7 separate regions of the Mus musculus genome follow, and all the other regions are linked to region 5. The links are chromatin contacts, called in public ChIA-PET, Hi-C, HiChIP or PLAC-seq and promoter capture Hi-C maps. All regions are on one chromosome and are shown on one strand. The core of a region is the stretch at or near the end of the contact, and the rest is flanking DNA. Distances in the headings are between cores, read along the strand shown.

Evidence for each region. Promoter capture Hi-C pulls out the DNA fragments that hold promoters and counts their contacts. Hi-C and Micro-C count contacts between places; a contact is called where the count stands out from the background. ChIA-PET counts read pairs in DNA pulled down with a chosen protein or histone mark. HiChIP or PLAC-seq counts read pairs in DNA pulled down with a chosen protein or histone mark.
Region 1: a promoter capture Hi-C map of trophoblast stem cells shows a contact between it and region 5, with 9 times the contacts expected there. The contact joins the promoter of Myl7 here to the promoter of Xbp1 in region 5. A contact is called at or near these places in 9 of 39 promoter capture datasets (the SN4741 cell line, cranial neural crest, embryonic stem cells and 6 more), 15 of 115 datasets of contacts at active chromatin or transcription factors (the NIH/3T3 cell line, astrocytes, cardiomyocytes and 11 more) and 1 of 9 other capture datasets (embryonic stem cells).
Region 2: an H3K27ac HiChIP or PLAC-seq map of double positive thymocytes shows a contact between it and region 5, with 4 times the contacts expected there. The contact joins the enhancer-like site here to the promoter of Xbp1 in region 5. A contact is called at or near these places in 9 of 39 promoter capture datasets (3T3-L1-derived adipocytes, the HPC-7 cell line, cranial neural crest and 6 more), 7 of 115 datasets of contacts at active chromatin or transcription factors (the 230-238 cell line, astrocytes, bone marrow-derived macrophages and 3 more) and 1 of 9 other capture datasets (adipose tissue).
Region 3: an H3K27ac HiChIP or PLAC-seq map of oligodendrocyte precursor cells shows a contact between it and region 5, with 8 times the contacts expected there. The contact joins the enhancer-like site here to the promoter of Xbp1 in region 5. A contact is called at or near these places in 17 of 39 promoter capture datasets (the 3T3-L1 cell line, the C10 cell line, the HPC-7 cell line and 12 more), 2 of 15 datasets of contacts at CTCF or cohesin (embryonic stem cells and large pre-B cells), 16 of 484 Hi-C or Micro-C datasets (the AML12 cell line, CD4 T cells, CD8 T cells and 11 more), 21 of 115 datasets of contacts at active chromatin or transcription factors (the 230-238 cell line, the NIH/3T3 cell line, the SCID.adh cell line and 17 more) and 2 of 9 other capture datasets (adipose tissue and embryonic stem cells).
Region 4: a promoter capture Hi-C map of neural stem cells shows a contact between it and region 5. The contact joins the promoter of Emid1 here to the promoter of Xbp1 in region 5. A contact is called at or near these places in 19 of 39 promoter capture datasets (the 3T3-L1 cell line, 3T3-L1-derived adipocytes, the C10 cell line and 15 more), 1 of 484 Hi-C or Micro-C datasets (uterus), 15 of 115 datasets of contacts at active chromatin or transcription factors (the 230-238 cell line, DN3 thymocytes, the SCID.adh cell line and 11 more) and 2 of 9 other capture datasets (embryonic stem cells and pancreatic islet).
Region 6: a Hi-C map of nephron progenitors shows a contact between it and region 5, with 3 times the contacts expected there. The contact joins the enhancer-like site here to the promoter of Xbp1 in region 5. A contact is called at or near these places in 2 of 39 promoter capture datasets (hippocampal neurons and neural stem cells), 1 of 484 Hi-C or Micro-C datasets (nephron progenitors), 9 of 115 datasets of contacts at active chromatin or transcription factors (the NIH/3T3 cell line, the SCID.adh cell line, bone marrow-derived macrophages and 6 more) and 1 of 9 other capture datasets (embryonic stem cells).
Region 7: an RNA polymerase II ChIA-PET map of memory CD8 T cells shows a contact between it and region 5, with 156 read pairs. The contact joins the enhancer-like site here to the promoter of Xbp1 in region 5. A contact is called at or near these places in 6 of 39 promoter capture datasets (the 3T3-L1 cell line, cranial neural crest, embryonic stem cells and 2 more), 5 of 484 Hi-C or Micro-C datasets (B cells, CD4 T cells, the N1E-115 cell line and 2 more) and 18 of 115 datasets of contacts at active chromatin or transcription factors (the 230-238 cell line, CD4 single positive thymocytes, DN3 thymocytes and 14 more).

Annotation. Positions count from the first base shown.
Region 1 is chr11:5,896,954-5,900,162 of GRCm38.p6, reverse strand. Myl7 (myosin, light polypeptide 7, regulatory) reads left to right here and starts at 1,381. Exons shown (of 7, transcript NM_022879.2): 1 at 1,381-1,402; 2 at 1,624-1,737; 3 at 1,928-2,003; 4 at 2,227-2,331; 5 at 2,765-2,843; 6 at 2,989-3,037. The coding sequence starts at 1,400.
Region 2 is chr11:5,242,810-5,246,071 of GRCm38.p6, reverse strand. It overlaps Kremen1 (kringle containing transmembrane protein 1), which reads left to right. Exons shown (of 9, transcript NM_032396.3): 2 at 2,135-2,297. Among named protein-coding and RNA genes, the nearest start is that of Gm25142, 7.4 kb to the left of the region's middle. Within about 2 kb of position 1,656, at least 163 of the 459 cell types and tissues checked have an H3K27ac peak or open chromatin away from gene starts, as enhancers often do. A contact at or near this core is called in 3T3-L1-derived adipocytes, adipose tissue, astrocytes and 2 more, where this site is marked.
Region 3 is chr11:5,109,573-5,112,583 of GRCm38.p6, reverse strand. It overlaps Emid1 (EMI domain containing 1), which reads left to right. Exons shown (of 15, transcript NM_080595.3): 14 at 1,810-1,894. Among named protein-coding and RNA genes, the nearest start is that of Gm46266, 4.4 kb to the left of the region's middle. Within about 2 kb of position 1,518, at least 6 of the 459 cell types and tissues checked have an H3K27ac peak or open chromatin away from gene starts, as enhancers often do. A contact at or near this core is called in the SCID.adh cell line and oligodendrocyte precursor cells, where this site is marked.
Region 4 is chr11:5,150,904-5,153,886 of GRCm38.p6, reverse strand. It overlaps Emid1 (EMI domain containing 1), which reads left to right and starts at 1,657. Exons shown (of 15, transcript NM_080595.3): 1 at 1,657-1,765. The coding sequence starts at 1,665.
Region 5 is chr11:5,518,462-5,521,892 of GRCm38.p6, reverse strand. It overlaps Xbp1 (X-box binding protein 1), which reads right to left and starts at 1,252. Exons shown (of 6, transcript NM_001271730.1): 1 at 693-1,252. The coding sequence starts at 898.
Region 6 is chr11:5,200,783-5,203,855 of GRCm38.p6, reverse strand. Kremen1 (kringle containing transmembrane protein 1) reads left to right here. Exons shown (of 9, transcript NM_032396.3): 6 at 1,827-2,159. Among named protein-coding and RNA genes, the nearest start is that of Gm25142, 50 kb to the left of the region's middle. Within about 2 kb of position 1,590, at least 10 of the 459 cell types and tissues checked have an H3K27ac peak or open chromatin away from gene starts, as enhancers often do. A contact at or near this core is called in nephron progenitors, where this site is marked.
Region 7 is chr11:5,175,569-5,178,970 of GRCm38.p6, reverse strand. No RefSeq gene overlaps it. Among named protein-coding and RNA genes, the nearest start is that of Emid1, 25 kb to the right of the region's middle. Within about 2 kb of position 1,605, at least 89 of the 459 cell types and tissues checked have an H3K27ac peak or open chromatin away from gene starts, as enhancers often do. A contact at or near this core is called in the 230-238 cell line, B cells, CD4 single positive thymocytes and 9 more, where this site is marked.

The DNA.
Region 1 (3,209 bases), core at 132-2,631, 380 kb before region 5:
ATCGGCTTCACTTTCTTGAACCAACACGAGCATTTGCATTAACAGAGTACAACACTCATATTGGCACACTCACACATTGGAACAGATTTTCAGTCTTTCATCTTTTCGTACATACTGGGATCTGAGGCATTGTGCTGGTTTGTTTGTTTGTTTTGTTTTGTCTCTCTTTATACATCCAACTTGAATGATTGAACTTTGTTTTCAGGTAGTTAGGAGGGTGTTATAAAATATTCATACAAAAGGAGGCCTTGGAGTTGTGTGTGGTACAGACTTGTAATCCCAGCACCAGCCTGGGAAACATCGTGAGTTCCAGGCTAGCCTTGGCTACATAGCCGACCCTATCTCAAAATAAAAGAGGATGGAGTGGGACTTGAGTCCTAACAGGAGATAGTGCCCATATCCTAACTCACCTTGCATAGCCACATTGGGGTGAGGATGAACACTGAACCTAGTCAGAGACCTACTCATGATCTCCCCTAAGCTGTCCAGCTTCTCTGACTCCTCTGCCACACTAAGGTCCTCAAAAGTTGACGGCTGCTGCTTGCAACCAAAGCCCCTTGGTCCCAAATTCAGAAACATGAGATGGTCTTTGTGGGCCAGTTTCATAAGAACCCAAAACTTTTCCTGTGAAACAGCATCATGTAGGCCTGCCACGTGCCAGGGTTTCTGGATTCCAGATGTGGAGCAAGCTGGGTGCCCAGGAGAAGGCTACAGCTCTCAGTTGGGAACGTCAGAGAGAATTTGGAGGAGGAGGGTAGAGTTGAGATGGAGCTTAAGAAACACAAGATTCCGTATAGGGTGGGTACGCGCGTCTCAGCAGGACAGGCCGAGTGAAGAGCGCATGTCTGAATGTAGGGAGAGCAGCATTCGGTCACTCCAATCCTGAGTTACCCCCAAATCAAGCCAATGGTCCTGTGGGGCTCACAGCCTGGTTAGAACTGCTGTCTGTCCATTGTCAGATGGCCAGCAGGCCAGAACTCAGGGGTTTTATCTGACCCAGGGGATTCAGGCCAGAGACCATTCTCAGAATCATGTACTGCTTCCCAAGCCCAGAGTATAGACAGCACTAGTCAGGTGAGAGGACGGTCAGATGCAGGCATCACAGGGAATCACACCACCATGACCTGGACTAGCACACGTTTGGAGCGTCTCTGACCAGGGAAGACATGGAGCCTGGTCACAAGAGATGGATGGGTGGATCCTAGGATGTTACACTTGGGGGCCTGAAGGTTACCAGGAGTGTGAATAGGATCTATGTGGAGCCCTGTCTTTCTCCACCAGCGGGGGCTTCCAAGTTTAGCCCAATCATCCATTCCTCTCCTTATTTGGGCCTCTGGGTGATAAGGCTGAGACATAAAGAGCTGGGTGGCACGATCACTCAGTCAGACCGCCACAGATCATGGTGAGTGCTGGGTGGGGAACAAGAGACCAGCCACACCCAGGTGCTAGTCTCTGAGCTGCCCTGGGACAGAGCCAGGGACTTGTGTGCCTGTGCTGGGCTCAGGGAAGTGATCTCGGGTGGGGAAAGGCACCTCTCCCTGGCACTCCCACGAGACTACATGAGGTAGGGAGGAGGTCTTTGGAGAACTGGAGAGAGGACCCCTCTGATCATCAGTATTACAGGCCAGTAGGAAGGCTGGGACCCGAGGCAAGGCTGCAGCCACCAAGCAGGCACAACGTGGCTCTTCTAATGTCTTCTCAATGTTCGAACAAGCCCAGATTCAGGAATTCAAGGAAGTGAGTAGCCTATCCCAAACAGCCTCTCCCCGATCCGGGGAGCCACTTCATACCCCATGCACACGGCTCTCCTCTGAGGGTCAGTGCTCCTGCCTCCAACCTCGCTCATACTACCCGAGACTCTCCCTTACCCGCCATCCCTGGAAGAGATGGGGTGAGCAGCTCCCACCTGCAGGCCATCTCCTCACAGGCCTTCAGCTGCATTGACCAGAACAGGGATGGGATCATCTGCAAATCAGACCTGAAGGAGACCTATTCCCAGCTCGGTGAGTGGGTCCAGGAGCAACCTCCCAGGGACCCGGCTTGTTCACCTCAGGCACTTGCTCCGAGAGAGGACAGTGCCCCGCCCTTTCTCTCCTACTTAGCCTCATTCAGGCAGGAATCCCCCTCCCCCACCTGCCACACAGCTAGAGCTGCCCCTGCCTCTGCCCTCACTGCCTGGGAAGCCCGGGAGGGCGGCCTGGGTCACCTCAAGACCTACTCTCCTAGGGAGGGTAAGTGTTCCGGAGGAAGAGCTGGACGCCATGCTGCAGGAAGGGAAGGGTCCCATCAACTTCACCGTCTTCCTCACACTCTTCGGGGAGAAGCTCAATGGTGAGTTGGCAGGAGGTCTGAGTCTCCTTAGCCACAGCGCAAACCCGACCTCACCTGACCCGGGAGCCCCACGTGAGGCTCAACCTAACTCCCCTGAAACCTGTGCACCCTGCCTGCCCAGGGCCAACGCAGAGGATGTGGAGCGCCTGAACTGGCTTGGGTTCAGGAAATATCCACTTCCTAATCACAGTTTTGACTTCCCAGCCGGGCCTGCCAACCCCTTTGATGCCCAAGAAACACTCTGAATTCCGACTCAAGTCTCTTCTGCACCCTCCAATCTACCCCACCCCACCTTTATTCACTCGGTATAGCCGGAGCCCTTCAGGCCCCAGTACAAAGAAGCTCCCTTGTACTCCAAGTTCATCCTGGGTGGGGCCTCGCGGCAGGGGATCTGAGAGTTCACTTGGCTGCCTCGCCCCGCCCCCCCCTCCAGGGACGGACCCCGAGGAAGCCATCCTGAGTGCCTTCCGCATGTTCGACCCCAGCGGCCAGGGGGTGGTGAACAAGGAAGAGTAAGTGAGGCCCTTTCATGCCCCAGGGCGGGCGCCATGGGGAAACCCAGAAGGTGGTGAGGTTCTTTGTGCGCCTCAGGCAGGTGAGCAGCTCTACCCTGGGCCCCAGCCTCGCACTCCCAGCTCAGGCATTCTCTCTCCTCAGGTTCAAGCAGCTTCTCATGACCCAGGCAGACAAGTTCTCTCCTGCTGAGGTGAGACACCCAGACCCACCAACTCCTGTTCCTGTCATGACCCGCTGCCCCCCCCCTCACGCCCCCCACAGGGCTGTGTTGGTGGGAGCCAAATGGATAACAGGATCTTCTGAGAAGAGATATAGGCTCTGTTAAAACCCAAAAGGGAGGACGCAGACTCCCAAGAGGGTGG
Region 2 (3,262 bases), core at 407-2,906, 280 kb after region 5:
CTTTGCTCTAGCCTCTTAGGACCCACGGTGCAGATACTTGTTTGTGTGTCATTGAACATCCTTCATATGCTCTGGTCATCCTTAGACCATTTAGAACACCCAAACTATTACAATGTGTGAATAGCTGTCAGCTCATACCATTCAGGGGGTGATGTCTAGGAAGATGCCAGTGTGTGTGTGCAGTTGGCTGACCCTGTGTTCAGTGTGTGCATCCTGGATTTAGGGCTGTGTATGTATGTGTGTATGATAGTGAGTACTGTGGACAGATGAAGGGGGCAGGGGTGGGCAGAGATGGGAAGGGGATTCTGAGGGGCAATGTTTATCTTGCAACTGGAAATATTAGAGGAAGAACATTTGGGCAGGAAATGGAAAAGTATGTTCCCAGGATTAAGAGCAGACCAGCGTGGCTTGACCGCGATGAGTAACTAGGGGCAGAGCCAGGCTTCCAGCCCAGAGGCTCTCAGACGCCCATAGGACAAACCTTAGAGTTCTGGGGGGGGGGGGGGCTGTAGAGCAGAAGAGGAAAGGGAGCCCTGAACTGCTCTCTCGCGGTCAGTGGGTCCAAAACAGAGGTGAAGGAGAGGAAGGGTGCTTCCACTGGAGTCCTGGGTGTGGTCGAGTGCTCTGGCTGCCTCCTGGGTAAAGAGGAGTGTGCTAAATCAGTATGGCTGGCATACATGTGAACACTGTAAACTGATGTGCCTGATGTTGACTTGACCAAGGCCGCAGAGCCTGTCAGCAGCAATCAAACAACAAGCCAACACTGAGCCTTTAGTTGGTATCTGCCAATCTATGCTGAGTCGATGTGCCCAGTTATCTTTGAGCTTTTTCTTAATGTAGACCCCTAGTAGACAATCCTCTTGGTAATTGAGGACTCACACTTACTAACTAGTATTGCACCAGGCATGGTAAGTTGCTATGGTTTCCTGTCTCCTAGAATTCTAGATTAGTTGAGCTGTCCATAAACGGTGCCATTCCAGACCAAACACAGAGAGCAGCTGGTAGGAGGAAGGCGTGACTGGAAGAGAGCCGCTTTGTGGACGGTTTCTCTAAGCAGTCAGATGGCTTTCAGGATAGAGCTGTGTTCCTGTTGTCCACATGCCTATTAGTCTAGAGCAGGCACATGCACTTTCCAGCGGGAGACTACACCACGTCCTTATTACCGGAAGTTATAGGTCACTGTGAGCTAGGAGAAGGAAAGAGGGAGAGCTGAGCATGTTGGTGTGACTCCCCAGACTGTCAGGGTCCCAGTGATACATCTTAGAGAAGTGTTTGAAGTGCTTCTATCTGTCAGTTTTAACTAAGCTAATTTTAAAAAATCGCTCTTTGTACTCCGCCTTTCCCATGAACCTCTGTGAGTTTAATGCATACAAGATGTGGGAAGCCTGTCAGCCTCAGCCCCACCCCCAGTCTGAGAAGTGGATTTTAGAAGTACATGATTGCACCTGCAAGGACTGTCATTTCATAAAATGGGACCTGAGACCATTTTGACACATTTTCTAGGAAAGCACTTCAGGGGGAGGTGAGAGAAAGTGCCACCCCCGTCCTCCGTTGCCCCTGTTTTCTTGCACGTCAGACTGCGCAGGGAGGACTGACTGTTCCTCATTCCCAGGGAGTGTGAGTCATCCCCGATTTGTGTGATTGGGATTCCAAAGCGTTGCTGTGTCCGATGCTTATTAAATCCAAGTGGCCTCGCAGCCTTTCCGACTGTAGGGGAGCTCTCAGTTACAGCTGCTGCCCTGGTTCTAGTTACCGCAGGGAGATGCTGGCGAGCGCAGGGGCCCCCTCGGAGGGCCCCCAAAGTCCACGCGCATGGCTGTTAGCAACTATCTAGATTTGAAGGTTTCCTGGCTCACGTCGTGGACTTCAGCACACCAGCTCTGTGATTATCTCTTCACTGGGACCTGCACACTTCAAGGGGAAATGTCCCAGTGCCCCAACAAGCTGGTGCCAAGAGTGCCAGTGTTACAGGGCACCTTTTTGCAGATTCAGTCAGCCCAGCAGGCCGCCCAAGATCTAGCAAAACATGATCCATTTCTAGCTTGATCCAAACAAAACAAATAAAACATTCACCAGAGAGGGAGGAAACTATAAATGTTGCCAGAAAATGAGTATGCTGTTCTCCTCCTTCCAGAGTGCTTCACAGCCAACGGTGCAGATTACAGGGGAACACAGAGCTGGACAGCGCTGCAAGGTGGGAAGCCATGTCTGTTCTGGAACGAGACTTTCCAGCATCCGTACAACACGCTGAAGTACCCCAACGGGGAAGGAGGACTGGGCGAGCACAATTATTGCAGGTAAGATGGGGCCATAGCGCTTCAAGATGATCTCTCATCTCCTCTTCCAGCCTTTCGCACAACTGGAATGCTTGCTTACCTCCTGTTGGCCAACTCAGAGAACCATATCATTGTTTGTTTGTTTGTTTGTTTGTGTTTGTTTGTTTGTTTGTTTTTGTTTTTTTGGTTTTTTTTTTTTTTGAGACAGGGTTCTCTGTGTATCTCTGGCTGTCCTGGAACTCACTCTGTAGACCAGGCTGGCCTCGAACTCAGAAATCCACCTGCCTCTGCCTCCCAAGTGCTGAGAATAAAGGCGTGCGCCACCACTGCCCGGCCATATCAGTTTTTAAGATGAACTAATCCGAGCCAGAGAGATGGCTCAACAGTTAAGAGCACTTAGCACTCTTCCAGAGGACCCAGGTTCAGTTGCCAGCACCCACATGGGAGCTCAGAACATCTGTAACTCCGGTTCTGGGGTATCAGACACCTTCTTCTGACCTCTCCAGACACTGCACATGGTACACAGATAAACATACAGTGAAGCACGCACAAGAAATAAAAGTAAATAAAAATGAATTCATGTCTTTTTTTTCTCTCTTCCTCTCTCATTTTTCTCCACCTTAGTTTGCTTTATGCTGGCATTCACAGCAGTGCCTTCTCTGGTCACTCTCTTGTCTCTTTGGGAGGATTTTTTCAGGTGATCCTCCCACCAGTGGGCATTTCATGGGCATCAAAGCTGCTGCTACTGATATTCAGACCATCTGGGACCCATGTTCCTTAGGCTGTACCAGAACTCCTGGATTCGAGTAGCTCTCCTCATAAGCATATCAAGCGCTGGACTACAGACGTGGCCACTGTTTGGCTCCCCAGAAAGCCCTAACCTAGCTCTGTGGTCTTCAGATGTAGAGTTAGGATTTTCTGTGGAAGGTGAGCCGCAGCTTTGATCAGGTTCTCGGTTTTCTCCGATTAAAGACAAGGTGAGAATC
Region 3 (3,011 bases), core at 269-2,768, 410 kb after region 5:
TATGATATTAATAGAACAGCTGAAGCACAAGGAATGGCCCCGGGAGATGAACACACTCACAGTGGATACGTTGGGAGGCCTCTCGGTTGCTTAGATGTTCTTGTGGAGAGCCACTGCTTCAGATGTTGGACGGTGAGCCAAGGGTCTCAATTCCAGCACATGGGAGTCTGAGGCAGCACTGTCGTGAGGTTGGGGCTAAAAAAAGGGGGAGGAGATGGAGAGATAGCAGAAGTGAGGGGCAGAGTTCAGATTCCAAGAGCCACATAAATGCTGGGTGGGCAGAAACAGAACTACCAGAACAAACTCTGGATTCAATTGAGGGACTGTGCCTCGATAAATAAGGTGGAGAAAAGCATCATCTGTCAACTTCTAGCCTCCAGGTCCATGTGTGCACAAATCCATACACACAAACACACACACACAAACACACACACACACACACACACACACACACACGGAGGTGGGGGAGATGGCACAGTGGGAAAGAGCACTCCCTGTACAAACAAGAGGCCCTGAGGTCTGAGCCCTAGCACCTACACAGAAGTCAGGCATGGCACATATGCCTGCAACCCTAGCATGGAGGACTAGAGACAGGTGAAGCTCGGTAGGCAGCCAGGCTAGCTGGAACTGTACATGTTGGGTGCACCTTAAGACCTTGTCTTAAAAAGTAAGATAGAAAGCAAAATAGAGTGGAGAGGCATGTGCATACACACACACACACACACACACACACACACACACAGATGTGTGTATGCATCCCTTCACTCGCCCTACACTAAAAGCCAACAGACTTCTAGATGCTGTCAGGTGTGGGATAGTTGTTGCAAACACCCTGGTGTCTGTTGGAAAGTATACCCACATTCTGGAAGTTGTTTAGGGAGGGGACATGTGTTGGGCAACACCATGGACCTTGTGTTGGGGAAGGAAAGGACAAACTGGGAGGAGGTCCAAGAGAGGTCTCTAAATGAACCTCTGTTTGGGGACAGTGGAGAGCCCTAGGCCTGGGAGGCCTTAAAGAAGGAGCTTGGTGAACCCACCACCACAACCCTGGGAATCCACTAGTGCCTTCAGCTGCTGCTGAGAGGGGCGGGGCTGAGGGTGCTCTCCATGGTGGGTCAGAGTGTGGAACTGCCGTGGTCTTGGCACAGAGGTGAATGGTTTCTTGAAGGAGGGTGCTGGGCTCCAGCCTTAGATCTGCCTTATTTTAAGCAATAGTGCCATTGAAACATTTTGCTTTTCATTTAATACTCATTTTAGCATGAACAGAATCACCAACAACTAGCTTAGTTTCACTGATAGAGTTAGGGTGAGGCTGATAGGATTGATTATAACAGAAAGTCAACTTGAAGAATATGGATCAAGAGATAGAGAAAGATGTAAAGAATTTAAAATGCAGAGATGGGGGGGGCGGTGCACCTAGAGCACAGACAACCCAGGGATGTCACAGGCACTGTGCAAAGAGATCCTTACACTGTGTAAGGATGGGCTGAGAGGTTGAGCTGATGCCATGGGGCCTTGAAAACAATATGGCTTCTTTGGAGAAAGCAGAGGGGTGACTGGCAGAGTGGCACAATTTGCATACAGCTGGGTGTAAATGGCACTTTCTGAAATGGTGTCCAGGGGTTGCTTCCTCCTGCCTTGTCCCCATCCTGTCCCCCTCCATCTTGTTTGGCTGTCCATGGGTCCGGGGCTGTGGAAAGTGGTATGGCTACAGGTGCTTGTCCTGGGTGGGGCATGGGCCACTGGCAGGCTTTGCAGGGTCCCCTCCCTGCCCCCCGTCACGGCTGCATCTGTCTCTTTCCTCCACAGGGGGAGGGGTTGCACCAACTACGCGAGGCTTTGAAGATTTTAGCTGAGAGGGTTTTAATCTTGGAAACAATGATTGGGCTCTATGGTGAGTAGAGACAGACAGACGGCCAGCCAGCCCAGCCCTTGCTTACCAGCCTCCCCCAAACCTTCTTGGGGTGGAACTGGCCTGAGTCCAGTTCTGAGGCTGAGGAAGCACAGGCTACAGAGGCTACTCAACCCTGATGACTGATGCCCTCTCGGGAGAAGGTCCTACTCCTGCACCCATCCTTGTGCCTCTCGCTAGGCATTGTGGGTGAAACAGTTACTTACACAGCTCGGAGACAACAGATGATGAGGTTTGCAAGGATTTATGGGCAATGAAAACAGATTCCTAAGCTGGGCATGGTGGCCCACACCTTTGATCCCAGGTTCTCTGTGAGTTTGAGGCCAGCCTGGTCTACAGAGTGAGTTCCAGGCCAGCCAGGACTACAGAGAAACCTTGTCTAGAAAAAAAACAAAACAAAACAACAACAACTACAGAGAGAGAGACAGAGAGAGAGAGAGAGAGAGAGAGAGAGAGAGAGAGAGGAAACCAAATGCCTAATCAGCAAGGGATTGTGGGTAACAGCCAGGTTCTAGCCATAGTGGGGTCAGGGGTCATATACAGTTAGAGCCCAAGCCCATAGGATTATAGATAAGAGATGTAGACTCCATTTGGGCTTCAACTCTAGAGAGGTCATAGGCAATGGGAACAGTCTCCAGACCCACAAGAAATAGATTACACAGCTAGATTCCTCAAGTACAAGGAACTGTGGGTGACAGAGGCAGACTCAGGACCCAGAGGACTCTGGGTAATAGAGCACTTGCCAGTTCTGACCAGCTTCCCCATAAAGTTCTCGAGACTCTTACAGGACCTACCTTCCTGACCCCAGGTACCCCTCCTGCAGTTGCCACTATGGTCGTAGTATCCTAAGTTCCCTGTCAGGGCCTGGCATTCACCCTCCAAGTTCTCATCCTCCTGACTACCTGAGGGGCCACTGAGGCCTGATTGACACTGGTCCAGATTCCTGTCCTGGAGTAGCCGCCTTCACCCCCCTTGGCTCCCAGCCCAGCCCTTAGAGGCCAGACTCGCACCGTCTGCTCTTCTCGATCTCCCATCAGGCTCCTAGCTTACAGAGCTTCCTGCAGCAGCAGGCTCAGCTGGAGCTCCTGGCCAGACGGGT
Region 4 (2,983 bases), core at 408-2,907, 370 kb after region 5:
GGAAGACTTGTGTAAGCCAGCGTGAGCAGAGCAGTTGAGAGACAGGGTTTGAACAGCACCTACTACCTGGCCTTTTGGAGACAGGGCTGGGCTCTCTCTTTCTCTGCAAAGGACTCTGGTTATGCCCTGGTCCTGACTCTACCCACAGGTCCAGGAGAAGCAAGCCCCAGGACTCAGACTGTCTTTGTTTCCACACAGAGATGGGCAAGCAACCACAGGAGCATGGCCCCTTGCACAGCTGAGCTGGGCAAAGATTCCCTGACCTAGGCTGCTCACTGCTGGGGCGTGCAGTAGACGTCTTCTGTGACCTCCCTTGGTGACGACTCTGCTCTTGTGTAGAGCTGGGCACAGTATCGAACCCAGCATGCAGGAGGCAGAGGCAGACAGACCTCTGTGAAATGAAAGCTAGCCATATTATATATGTGTGTGTGTGTGTGTGTGTGTGTGTGTGTGTGTGTGTGTGTATTTGTTCCAGACCAAGCCAGGACATATAGAGAGCTCATCTAAAAGAAAGAAAGAAAGAAAGAAAGAAAGAAAGAAAGAAAGAAAGAGAAAGAAAGAAAGAAAATCATACTTCATATACACACATATGTACATATATGTGTGTACATATATGTACATATATGTGTGTACATATATGTACATATATGTGTGTACATATATGTACATATATGTTCATATACACACATGTTCATATACACACACATGCACACGTGTACACAAACATGATATGCATGCATACAGGCATCTCACGTGTACACAGACATACATGCATACACATGCCCACCACACAAACACATACATTGTTCATTCAAATATGGCGTACATAAGCAAATACTGCCCATGCTCACAAACACATCGTGTACACACAGATTCAGCACATACATGTTTACAGCGCCGTGCATGCATACAACATTATCCATGCACACAAATAGTCTATCATGTCAGCACAGGCAAACTCCTCGCACCTGCTATGCCGCGTGGAATGTGCCTGAGTCCCACCCAGGCCCTCTGCTCTCAGCCAGTCCTTACCTTAGGGAATGGGAAATTGAGGCCTATGCCAAAATGCTGTCTACACTTGTGCTTAGACCCCAACACTGAGATGAGGGGATTGTGGGTCTGGGGTTACTCTGCCAGAGTGCTCTGGGCCTTAGTGTCTCCCTGTAAAACAGGTATAAGGGTCACTGCACTTAGGGGACGCGGGAGCACCTGAGCCTCGGGTTTCTCCTCCGTAACATGGGCGACCTAGCCAGCCCAACACGGAGTGATGAAAGCTTTAGTCAGGGCAGGATGTATGGGGTGAGATGCCTGGGACAATGGCACAGCTCGCGCAGGAAGCCTGTGTTAGGTCGATGGGAAGATCCTGTGTGTTTCGGGAACCCAGTTCCGCAAAGATGTCAAAGATGTGCGTCCAGAGGCGATCGCTCTGGAGTGGTGGGTTCAGGTCCTGGCAGCGTTGCGGGGACGAGGGGGCGGGTGCGGCCAGGGCCTCAGTTTCCCAGTCTGCGGCTCAGGTGGGCACCTGGAGGGCGTCCTGGCGGGGGCGCGGACGGCTTCCGGGTTGGCGGGGGGCGGGGGGCGAGGGGCGGGCGAAGCCGAGCGCCCCCGCCCTGCTCCGCCCGGAACCGGCTCTGCGCGCCCGCGGCTGCGGTGGGGACGACAGCATGGGCGGCCCGCGGGCCTGGACGCTGCTCTGCCTCGGGCTCCTGCTCCCGGGAGGCGGCGCCGCGTGGAGCGTCCCGGGCGCCCGGTTCTCGGGTCGCAGGTAAGTCTCCCCTAGCTCTGTGCAATCCCAGCACTGGGGTGAGGGAAGCAGACCCCAGCTCCGTGCAACCCCGAGACTGGGACAGGGACCCGACCCCAGCTCCGTACAATCCCGCGACTGGGGCAGAGACCCGATCGCAGCTCTGTGCAACTTCAGGGTCTGGGACAGAGACCCGACCCCAGCTCCATGCAACCCTAGGACTGGGACAGAGACCCGACCCCAGCTCCTTGCAATCCCGGGACATCGGAGGCAGTCCGAGACTGTTGCAGGGGCTCCATCGCTCATCTCTATACCATAAGCAGTGGGAGCAGGGGTTTGGCACGCTGTGCTCAGGATAGCCGGCTCACCTACTTCTGTGTGAAAGAACAGACGGCCTCCCCTACTGAGATCCCGGAGGCCCCAGAAGGTGGACCCATGGCAATGCAACAGAGCTTCCCAGGACTTCTGTGGGTCTCGCCCAAGCCCCCCTTCCCTTCATGTACATGTAAAATGCCAGGATCACCCCTTAGCCAGCCCTTCAGGAATCCCCTCTCTTTTCCCCTGCTACTGTCTTTTTCTTCTTTCTTTCTTTCTTTTTTTTTTTCTTTTTTCTTTTTTTATGTCCCAGCTATTTATTTCACTCGGAGGAAGGACTGGGGTGGAGACTGCACAGTGGGTCAGTGTCAGAGGCCCCCTGGGACCTGGCATTTGGTTGGACCTCCCAAAAGCCTATGACTCTCTGCCGGCCTTTGTGGAGTGTTTCCCAGGATCGGGTCCTGTGGGGCTTTTTCTAGACAGTGCCTTCAAGACTGGAGGATGTAGGGAAACTTGTCCCCACTCAATAGAGGGGCAAACTGAGACTAATGTGCTCGTGGTGGGTATTCATGGAAGAGCTGGGATTCAGCTCTCCCTTTCTGGACTCGATGGCAGAGTTTGAACCTGCCCTGGCCCCTGCTCTGCCTGTAGCCCCTGCCCCTGTCTCCAGGACAGACAATGTGGACTAACCAGGCCTCTTAGGCCTTTCAGCCCATTCAAAGGCCCGTGAGGGCCCCACCCCCCTGTGGCCTCACTTCTTTCTTTTTAGAAGTTTCCCTTTCTTGTGGTCAGAGGCCAGCAACCCCCCCTGGGAGCTAGCAAAAGCAGGTGACCGGGTAGAGCAGGCTCAGGGGTAGAAGTGGCTGAGGCAGCAGAGGTCAGGCAGTTAGCTGTCTGAGATGGGAACAGCCGAGTGGCAGATGT
Region 5 (3,431 bases), core at 3-2,502:
TCATCTCCAGCTTTCATGTGTCTTCATTTGTAGACGTGGCCAGCTGGTGCTTTCGTTGACTTTACAGAATAAGGCTTAGCAAGTAAACACGCTTAAAGCTCCTATCAAAACGCACACGCACACGCATACACACGCTGCTTTCTATCCACAGGCCTTGAAGACTTGCTTGATTCTCTCCCGTGCGGCTGTCCACCCGGATCTCATTTTACCACCGGGCTGATACATTCCCGTTGCGTCATATGCTTCTTCCCTCCTCCCCCGCTACTTTCTGGGTCCAATTCCGTCCCACAGGCTCCTTGCTAGAGCGATATCCGTGAAGGCGGCGGGGACGCTACCAACTGTCCCTCCCCAAGCCAAACTCTCGGGATGCCGGACGCTGTGGACTCGGTTCCCAGGGTGGGGTTCCCAAGTGGCTGCAATGACAGCTGGAGCGGTTCCTACCCTACGACCACAAAGAGCGAGCATTTACAGAGGACTGGGCGTCGGGCACCTTCTTCTGTGCCTGTGTCGGGAGCTCCTGCACACACCCCCGACGCAGACCTTCGGAGGGGCATCCCCCTCAGCTCCGCTTCCCAGGTTAGACACTAGAGGTGAATCTAACCCACCGTACGGAGCCCACCAGCTGGCACACACGAGAGAGTCCCAATCCCAGTCCTGCCGCCCCGCGCCCCAGCCTTGCCCGCCGGGCCCACCTCCGCAGCGCTTTCTCCTCCGGGCTCAGGTGCGTGAGCCGCTGCCGCTTGCGAGCCTGCGGTGTCCCGCTCGCCTCCGACCCTGCTGCCCGCGGACCGGGTACCATGAGCGGCAGCGCCCGGCCGCCGGAGGCGGGCTGGCCAGATAAGAGTAGCACTTTGGGGGCCGCCGTGGCCGCGCTCGGCGCCGCTGCCACCACCACCATAGCCAGGAAACGTCTACGCCAGCGCCGCCACCGCCCCGTGGCCTCCTGCCGCGCCCAGCCTTTCTAGGGTCGTGGCCGTCCGCGATTGGCCGGTGCTCCGTGACGCGCGGGTATATTCATCACTTATTGGTCCTGTAGTCCCGGGGGCGGGCTCAACTCGGGCGGGGTGAGTGTCCAGCGTGGCTGCACAGCTGTTCTCCGCCGTGCAAACTGGGCCTTAGGGTGGATGGACGGTGGCGACCACTGGTTGCTGGAGTCCAAGGATCTTCGGCAGACGTCCCCACCCCGGCTGAGGATTGCCAGGCTGTCCTCTCAGGCCAGATTTCCAGACCGAGTCTCACGGTTTTACCCTAGCCCGACCCCATTTTAATGTCCGGCGCTACGTCCCCCGTCCCGTCCCCCCCCCCCCCCCACTTCCCAGTACAGCAGAAAATTGAACTGGTGGCATATCCGGCTTAGGGTTAGCGGACACACACACACACCTGGGAAATTTTCACAAAATGAGTCTTTAGAAAATGAGATGATTGCAAAACTAAATGTAGCAGGGTAGTACTCACTTGTAATCTCAGCACTTTATTGCCAGTTTGAGAGCAGCCTGGGCTACATAGGGAGGTCTAGCTAGGCCAGCTGGGGCTATAGATCAAACCCTATTTCATATAAATTAATTGATATAAATTAATAACTTTAAAAGAAAACACTAGAGCCTTGGCTAGCATGTAGTAAGGGATTAGTAAATAAAGTCTGCATAGTGAGAATACATGTGGTTTCGTTTTTCTTCTTATTTCTGATCTCTTCTGGTATGAGCTTTTATCACTGTTGTCTTTGTTTTGCTGTGCTGGAGCCAGACCCCAGAACCTAATGCTCTAGCACTCCACTATTCCCCTTTACTGTGGAACTAGAGATACCACTGAGCTATATATACCTCCAGACTTTAGTATTCCTTTCATTAGGGAATGGGAGTGAGGAGGGGGTGGAAATAGGTTTCAGGGGATGGGATGGGGTGGGGGAGAGTGTACTCTTCTATTGCTTTCCGCCTTATAAGAGTCAGTGCACTTGAAGCTTGCCCCTGAGGCTATGCTGGCTGGCCATTACACCTCCATGGTCTGCTTGTCTCTGCTCTCTGCCACTGGGGTTACGATCAGGCTCAGCCTTGCCAACCTTTCACCTGGGTGCTGGGCGTTTTTCACCTACACAGCCACCCCTACATTAGTATTTTTTTTCCTTTTCCTATTTCCAATAATTTATTTTTTATTCACTTTATATCCCAATCATAGCCCCCTCTTCCTAGTCCCACCCTTACAAATCCCCCCCCCCCATTGCTCCCTCCCCTTCTCCTTAGAGAATACCTCTTTGATACCACCCTACCCTGGGACATCTAGTCTCAGCAGGACTAGGTACAACATCTCCCATTGAGGCCCAACCAGGCAGTCCAGGGAGGCGGAGGGGATCCAATGGCAGGGAACAGAGACCAAGATAGCTCCACTCCACTTGTTAGGGGACCCACATACAGACCAGGCTGCACGTTTGCTACAGATGGGGGTGGGGGGGATAAGTTCAGCTCCTGTAGGTTTCCTTGTCAGTGGCCCAGGCTCTGTGAGCCCCCATGGTCCCAGGTTAGTTGACTCTGTATGTCTCCTTGGGGCATCCTTGACCCCCTTCCACTGCTCAGTTCTATTCCCATCTCTTCCACAAGACTCCCAGCTCAACTCAATGCTTAGCTGTGGGTCTCTGCATCTGTCTCCATCTGCTACTGGATGAAGCCTCTCGGAAGACAGTTATGCTAGGCTCCTGACTGCAAGCTTAGCAGAGCATCATTAGTAGTGTCAGGGATCCGCTCTCTCACATGGGATGGATCTCAAGTTGGGCCGGGCATTGGTTGGCTATATTGGTCTGCTCCATCTTTATCCCTGCACTTCTTATAGGCAAGGCGATTGATGTCCCCTTCTCTCCTCTAGAAGTCTTGCCTGGCTACAGGAGGTGGCCACTTCAGTCTCTATATCCCCCTCTGGTAGGAATCTCAGCTAGGGATACCCCCATAGACTTACCCTCCTCCCTGCCGCCCCATCCAAGGCCTCCAGCTCATCACCAGAGAACACAGCATCCTCACCCCCAGCCCTCTCCCAACCACCCCCATGCATCAGGTTGTTTTGGTTTTGCTTTTTTTGAGGTTTTTTTTTTTTTTTTTTTTTTTAGATTTATTCATTTTATGTATGTGAATACACTCACTCTCCAGATACACCAGAAGAGGGCATCGGATCCCATTTCAGATGGTTGTGAGCCACCATGTGGGTGCTGGAACTTGAACTCAGAACCTCTAGAAGAGCAGTCAGTGTTCTTAACCACTGAGCCATCTCTCCAGACCCCACATTAGTATTGTTTTAATAAGGAGAAAATAAAATGTTCCTTGTGAAAACAGAGCCAGGCTTTACCCTGGATCCCTTGGCCTGTGGCAAAGTCACGCAGGAGGCTAGAACTGGTTGTTTTGTTGGTTGCTTGAGTTTTTTGTTTTGTTTTGTTTGTTCTAAACCAGCAA
Region 6 (3,073 bases), core at 341-2,840, 320 kb after region 5:
ATGGGGGTCACTGGTTCCCCTATCTATCTACAGCGTAGGACTTGCCACCAGCCACGGGAACGAGGTGTTGTCAGTGGTTCTCGCTCTTCCCCTGGCAGCCATGCACTTTGGCCTTTGATGGGACTTGGGAAAGAGACTCCTGTTCTCTCGCAAGGAGGCCTGACGGCCACCAAGGGCCACCAAGTCTTCCGCTCTCGCTCTTCTCCCAGAAGGAGCTGGCCTTCACCAGTGCCTAAGGAAGTGTTCTCCTACTCTCTCAGACACAAACGTGTCACACCTGCCTCTCTCCAGTGGCCCTGGGAGAAATGGGTTAACAGCCCCCCGCCCCCTGCCCAGCAACTAGAGGCTTTGGTCCTTTGAGAGGGGAACTCTGGCTGGCTGCTGGACACTGGTCACTCTTGCCAGCACGAGGAGGCCTTTGCAGAAGAGCTCAAAAGTGAATGTGAACCCCACTGTATGTCAGGCTCCGTGTGTGCTCAGCTGAGAAGCCAGGCTCACGGCTACCACTTTATGTCAGGCTCCATGTGTTCTCAGCTGACGGCCACACTGTATGTCAGACCCTGTGCTCAGCTGAGAAGCCAGGCTCACTGCTCCCCAGGATCTCGTTCCCATGCAGCTGTCTCAGCCTCTGTGGTGGTCACCTCTTCCCTCTGGACTCTGGCACAGTTGAGCCCATTTCTGTGACCCCACTGTCATTGATAATGTCCCTTGGTTGTCTTGAGACCTCAGCTTCTGATTTTGAGCTTCCTCATCACTAGGAAGAAAAAGCCACTTCCCAGGGGCTCACAAGGTAGGCGAAGAGCCTGCCACCGAGCACTTGCCAGCCTTTGGTTTTTCGAGACCCAGTCTTGAACTGACATCCTGCGACTTCAGCCTCCGTGGAGTTGGGACTACAGACCTGCACCACCAGGGCCAGCAAAGCAGCAGACTTTGATTGCTTTTCTGTGTGCTAGAGAAGAATTTTCCTAAAGCCTGCTGGAGCTGTGGCTCAGTGGAAGAGTGCTTGCCTGGCACGCGTGTGGCCGAGTTCCATCTGAATACTGAAAAATAACAGCTTTCTTTTCAATCTTGTTCCTACACTCCCTCCTGAAGTCTTTCATTTCCAACCGCTCTAAAAGCCTGCCAGTCCAAACCACTAGTCCTGAGAAATCATGGCCGAGACACCGTGTGGGTGACCCAGAGCACCATGAGGCTGCTCTTACCCTGCCTTCCCCTTGGGCGCTTTTGGAAATCCAGCCTGTGGTCACACATGCTAGGAGAGCATCCCTATAGAGCAGGTCTTCCAGGCCAGAGCTCCTTGTGGACTTCTCGTGCGAACACTGCACCCCTAAGGAACGGGACACCCTGAGGAGACTCGGGGCCTTTCCTTTATGACGTCACCTCTTCAAAAGCCTTTCCTCGGCTGAGAGGTCCCAGCATTTCATGCACTTCATCTCAGATGTCTTCTCAGTGTCATGGGATACAGCAGCAGGTGGTGGCCCTAAACTGGAAAACAAGGGGGAGGCCTGGGAATGAGGTGCAGCCCCTAGGATCCCATGGCCCTGCGCCTCCTTAATGCAGACTGTCTGACTCCAGCCAGACCCCAGCCTGGGCTGCACTTCTCCTCCTGCGCTAGGCTGAGGTCTCCTGGGGAAACCAAATAGTCTGCAGTCATTTGTTCAGGGTTTAAGTGATTCATTCTGTGATTTGATCCTAAAACCCAGGATGGCCTGGTTTGTAGCTGGAAACAATGTCCTGGTAAGATCACATTTCCTAAGAGCTTGTTTGTGTCCAGATTAGAGATGAGCCCCAGGCTGAGACTCAGGCCCACTGTCTCTCTTCTGCAGCTCTCGTGGGCGCCTGCGGTGGGAACTACTCAGCCATGGCAGCCGTGGTGTACTCCCCTGACTTCCCTGACACCTACGCCACTGGCAGAGTCTGCTACTGGACCATCCGGGTTCCAGGAGCCTCTCGCATCCATTTCAACTTCACCCTGTTTGATATCAGGGACTCTGCAGACATGGTGGAGCTGCTGGACGGCTACACCCACCGCGTCCTGGTCCGGCTCAGTGGGAGGAGCCGCCCGCCTCTGTCTTTCAATGTCTCTCTGGATTTTGTCATTTTGTATTTCTTCTCTGATCGCATCAATCAGGCCCAGGGATTTGCTGTGTTGTACCAAGGTAAGATGTCCTTGTCTCTGGGGGCATAGGTGCCCTGCCTTCTCTTCCTTGCCAGCGCTTTCAAGCCTAAATTGGATCTTGGGGGGCACACTTGGTCCTCCTGACTCAGCTACAGATCATTTCAACATTAATTCATCCCCCACATATCATCACACAACACCCTACCTTCTAGTGCATGACACCCCACCTTCCAGTGCATGACACCCCACCTTCCAGTGTACAATTGGTTTATACTTCAGTTTCACTATTTTAATAATTTTATTTATTTAATTTAGATTCTATTTATGACTATGTGAGTGTATACCTTACACCACGTGTGTGGGGGTGCTTCAGGAGCTAGAAGAGGGCATCAAATTACCGACACGCAGTTGTGAACAGTCTGTCATGGCGTGGATGCTGGGAACCAAACTCAGGTCCTCTGACAGAGCAGGCCACAGGGCCATCTCCTCAGGCTCGTGTTAGTAGTTTTAGTGGCAGTTGTGTAGACAACTACATGGATAGATAAAGAAGGAGGTGAGGGACGGAACTGGAAGGCTCCCACGTGGTCATTCATCCATCCTACTGCTCCTAGACAGCCCAACCAGTCCTGCAGACTAATCTACCGTCGTTCCTCAGAAACACGCACTCTGCCCCTCTAACAGGAGCCTTTGCTAGCCTCTGAGCACAGGTATCGGACCGCAAAACTTTAAAAAGTGTGGGTGGTGGGCCGCAGGAAGTGAGACAGACTAGAGCAGGTGGAATGAGGTTTGCCATGACAAGGGGGTCCTGCAAGCACAAAGCCGGGAAAACAAAGCGGCTTCCCAGTATCTGAAGTCTCAACCCCAGGCTCAGCAGCCTCTCCTTCTGCCCCAGCAGAGCGCAGCCGAGGTAACTGTGTTAAATCACCAGGAGTAATGCCACACACCCGTAAGACT
Region 7 (3,402 bases), core at 356-2,855, 340 kb after region 5:
GGGGAAGCCACGCCTTCCACACATGGCTTTGGGAGGCATTGCAGACCTAAACTGTCAGTTTAACTGTGGCTTTGCCTCCATGGTCAGTGTCATCTCCACAGAGGCTGCTAGAAAGAACCAGACTAGAAAGATGGGGGTGAGAAAAGGGGTTCCACCTGTGCTATGGGGGAGCCACCATCCATGGTGGGTGAAAACTTTCCAGTCTGCTGCTACAGAGTCACACATACTCCTGTAGGCAAGCCTTCACTCATGCTCTGGTCATGTGTGAGCCTTGATGAAACCAAACTCTAGTTTGATATTGCGTTCTTAGAAGAGGGAGGGAGGGAGGAAAGGAAAGGAGGGAGGGAGGGAGGAAGGGATTTACATCTCCCCAGGGAAGAAATTCTCATTGTTCCAACCACAACACAAAGTAGCAGACAGTGAGTGCCCCAGCAAGGGACAGAGGGATGCTCGCTAACCCTGAGACCAGCCAGGCAGGAACCTAGCTTTACAAGAAAAAAAGGGGACTGGCCGGGGCGTGGTGGCGCACGCCTTTAATCCCAGCACTCGGAGGCAGAGGCAGCCGGATTTCTGAGTTCCAGGACAGCCAGGGCTATACAGAGAAACCCTGTCTAGATAAAAAAGAAAAAAAAAAAAAAAAAGAGGGAACTGGGAAGTGGGGGCAGGGGGGGATGCAAACCTATGGACCGGGAGCTCTTAGGGAGCGAGGACTTGGGGCTGCAGCTCATAGGGCTGGCCGTCCCAGGTATATGGCGTTTGCAGGGTCCTGTGCTCCTGATTTGGCTCTGGCTGTTGGCCTCCTGAGAGTCTTCATTATTTTTCCAAGAAGAGACTCTATATTTTCATTTTGCACTGTGGTGCCCACAAATTATAGTCAGTCCTGAGTCCAGAGACTCTGCTGCTGAGGCTAAACACTTTGCCCATCTATGTCTAGCACATACTACATAGATATTTGTGTGCACACCAAACATGTGTATACCCACCATACGTGCATATAGTCCCCGGTACCAGCATACCCTTTCAGACTTCTCCCTCCAAGACCTTTTTAATGATTTATTTATTTACTTCTTTGTGCACTGGTGTTTTGCCTGTATGTATATCTGTTTGAGGGTGTCAGATCCCCTGGAACTGGAGTTATAGGCAGTTGTGAGCTGCCCTGTAAGTGCTGGGAACTGAACCTGGGTCCTCTGGAAGAGCAGCCAGTGCTCTTAACCATCTCCCAGCTCCTACATGGTTCATTTTACCTATAAATATTTACTGAACATCATATGACTGATATGATAGGATATATGATAGTGTTGATGGCAAGGAATACTGGGACAGACAATGGCCTCTGCTTTGTGGAGCCTGAGGCCATGTACCCTGGCCAGGCTGGCCTTCTGGAAGTTACCTGTCTCCTTGTACCAGCTGTAGGCCACTGAGCGCGGAGGACTCCCGCCTGACCTGGCACCTAGCTCAGTTCACCAGAAGCCTACCCAGGGCGTTGGCCATTGGCTCGGTTGGGAATATTCTAGAGGATCCAGTGAGTCTTAGGCGACACAGAAGTTATAGACGCCCATCCTTTCTCAGCCGTGATGAGATGAACCTTTCAGAGATCAAGAGACCACGATCAAAGGGTTTTTATGTCAGTCTTTCCTTCCTGCCTCAGGCTGTGGTAAGCGGCTGTGATGCGCACATCCTGCTTCCTGCCTCTGCTGGCAGCCAGAATCTCTTCTTTAGGGTTGTTTTTTTTTTTTTAAACCACACTAGAGATCATGCCAGGGCCAAGGCAAGAGCTCTACCCTAGCACGTGTTTGTTTGTTTGTTTGTTTGTTTGTGAGGTAGCCTCAAACTCTCCACCTTCTATCTCAGCCTCCAGTATGCTGTGCTTAGAAGTCTGCACACTCAGAGACTCAGAGACTCTGCAGCGCTCAGCCTGAGCCTGGGGCCTTGGGGTGCTCTACCATCGAAGAGTCCCAGGCCTATTCCAGTGTAAACTCACGGGCCTCCAGCCTCAGTGGAATTTCCTAGTGGAATTGCTGTCTTTGTCACCAGTTTGACTCAGCAGCCAGATTTTAAGCCCCGGCCATTGAAAACTCTGCAGTAACGTACCTCAGCTGGTCTTAGGCACTGCCCAGAAAGTATGGCCGACAAAACAGCCCAGCTGTTTGAACAAAAGAAGCTGGTGACATCAGAGTGCCAGGTGGAGCTGCCTTCTCCTCAGACTGAAAGCATGTTCTCATGACGGCCTGTCACAGCTACCCCCTCACTTGAGGCAGGACTGAGTTATGCCCTTCTGGTCTCGGGGACCTGTGAGGTGAATTCTGCTCTGTTTCTCAACAAAACAGCATACAAGTCTACAGAATCGACTCAGTGGGTGTGTGCCTAGGTCCACACAGCATGAGGACCCGAGTTCAGATCTCCAGCATCCAGGTTAAAAAGCCAGGTGTGGTGGCGTGTACCTGCAGTCTAAGTGCTGGGACAACACTGGCCAGCCAGCTTAGCCAAATCAGTACCTCTGAGTTCAGTGAGAGACCCTGCTCAAAAACTAAGGTGCAGAGTGGGTAAGGGAGACACTTGACTTCAACCACTGGCCTACACAGACAGACAGACAGACAGGCAGAGACAGACACACAGACATACAGAGACAGAAAGAGATAGACAGATACACACAGACAGACACACAGATACACAATATACACAGACACACGACAGACACATAGAGAGTAAGTCAGAAAGACAGACACATACAGAAACATAGACACACAAGACACACACAGACACACAGAGACAGAGACAGAAAGACAGACAGATATACAGACAGACAGACAGACAGACAGACAGACACACAAACCACAACAAGAAACCACAAAAACCCAGAAAGTATGGGTTTCTGAACACAGTGACAGGTGGCTGGAGGGCTCCCCATGGGCGCTGGCCCTGACTCCCATGTGATTCAGCCCTGGAAGGCCATGGGAAGCCATGAGTGCTCTGTGTGGATCTGTGGCCACAGTTGTCTAATACCGTGGTTGGGATCTGTCACTGAGTGATGTCAAAGGTTCTAGGCTCAGGGTAGACTCTGGCTTTCCCAGAACCAGCAGCTATGTTGGTCTGCTGTTTCTTAGTCTTTGAAACTCTGTCACTCCTGAGAGAATTCATAGTATAGATTTAAGCATCCCTGGAGTCTCTCGCTGGACACCACCTCAGCTGTCACATCTTTGGTTATGTCAGTCAAGGGCCTTTGGCACTGGGAGCTGCCTATGCACCCAGCTCCTTCAAGGATGCCAGGTGGAGCCTGCTCCTGCTGTGAAGGCCTCAGGCCTTTCAGAGGACACACTGGGACTCGGAGGAGGACCACATTTGTACACCAGGTCTGAAAGAGTCTTTCTGATCACATGAGTTCCTGAATAACAGGTCCAAGTG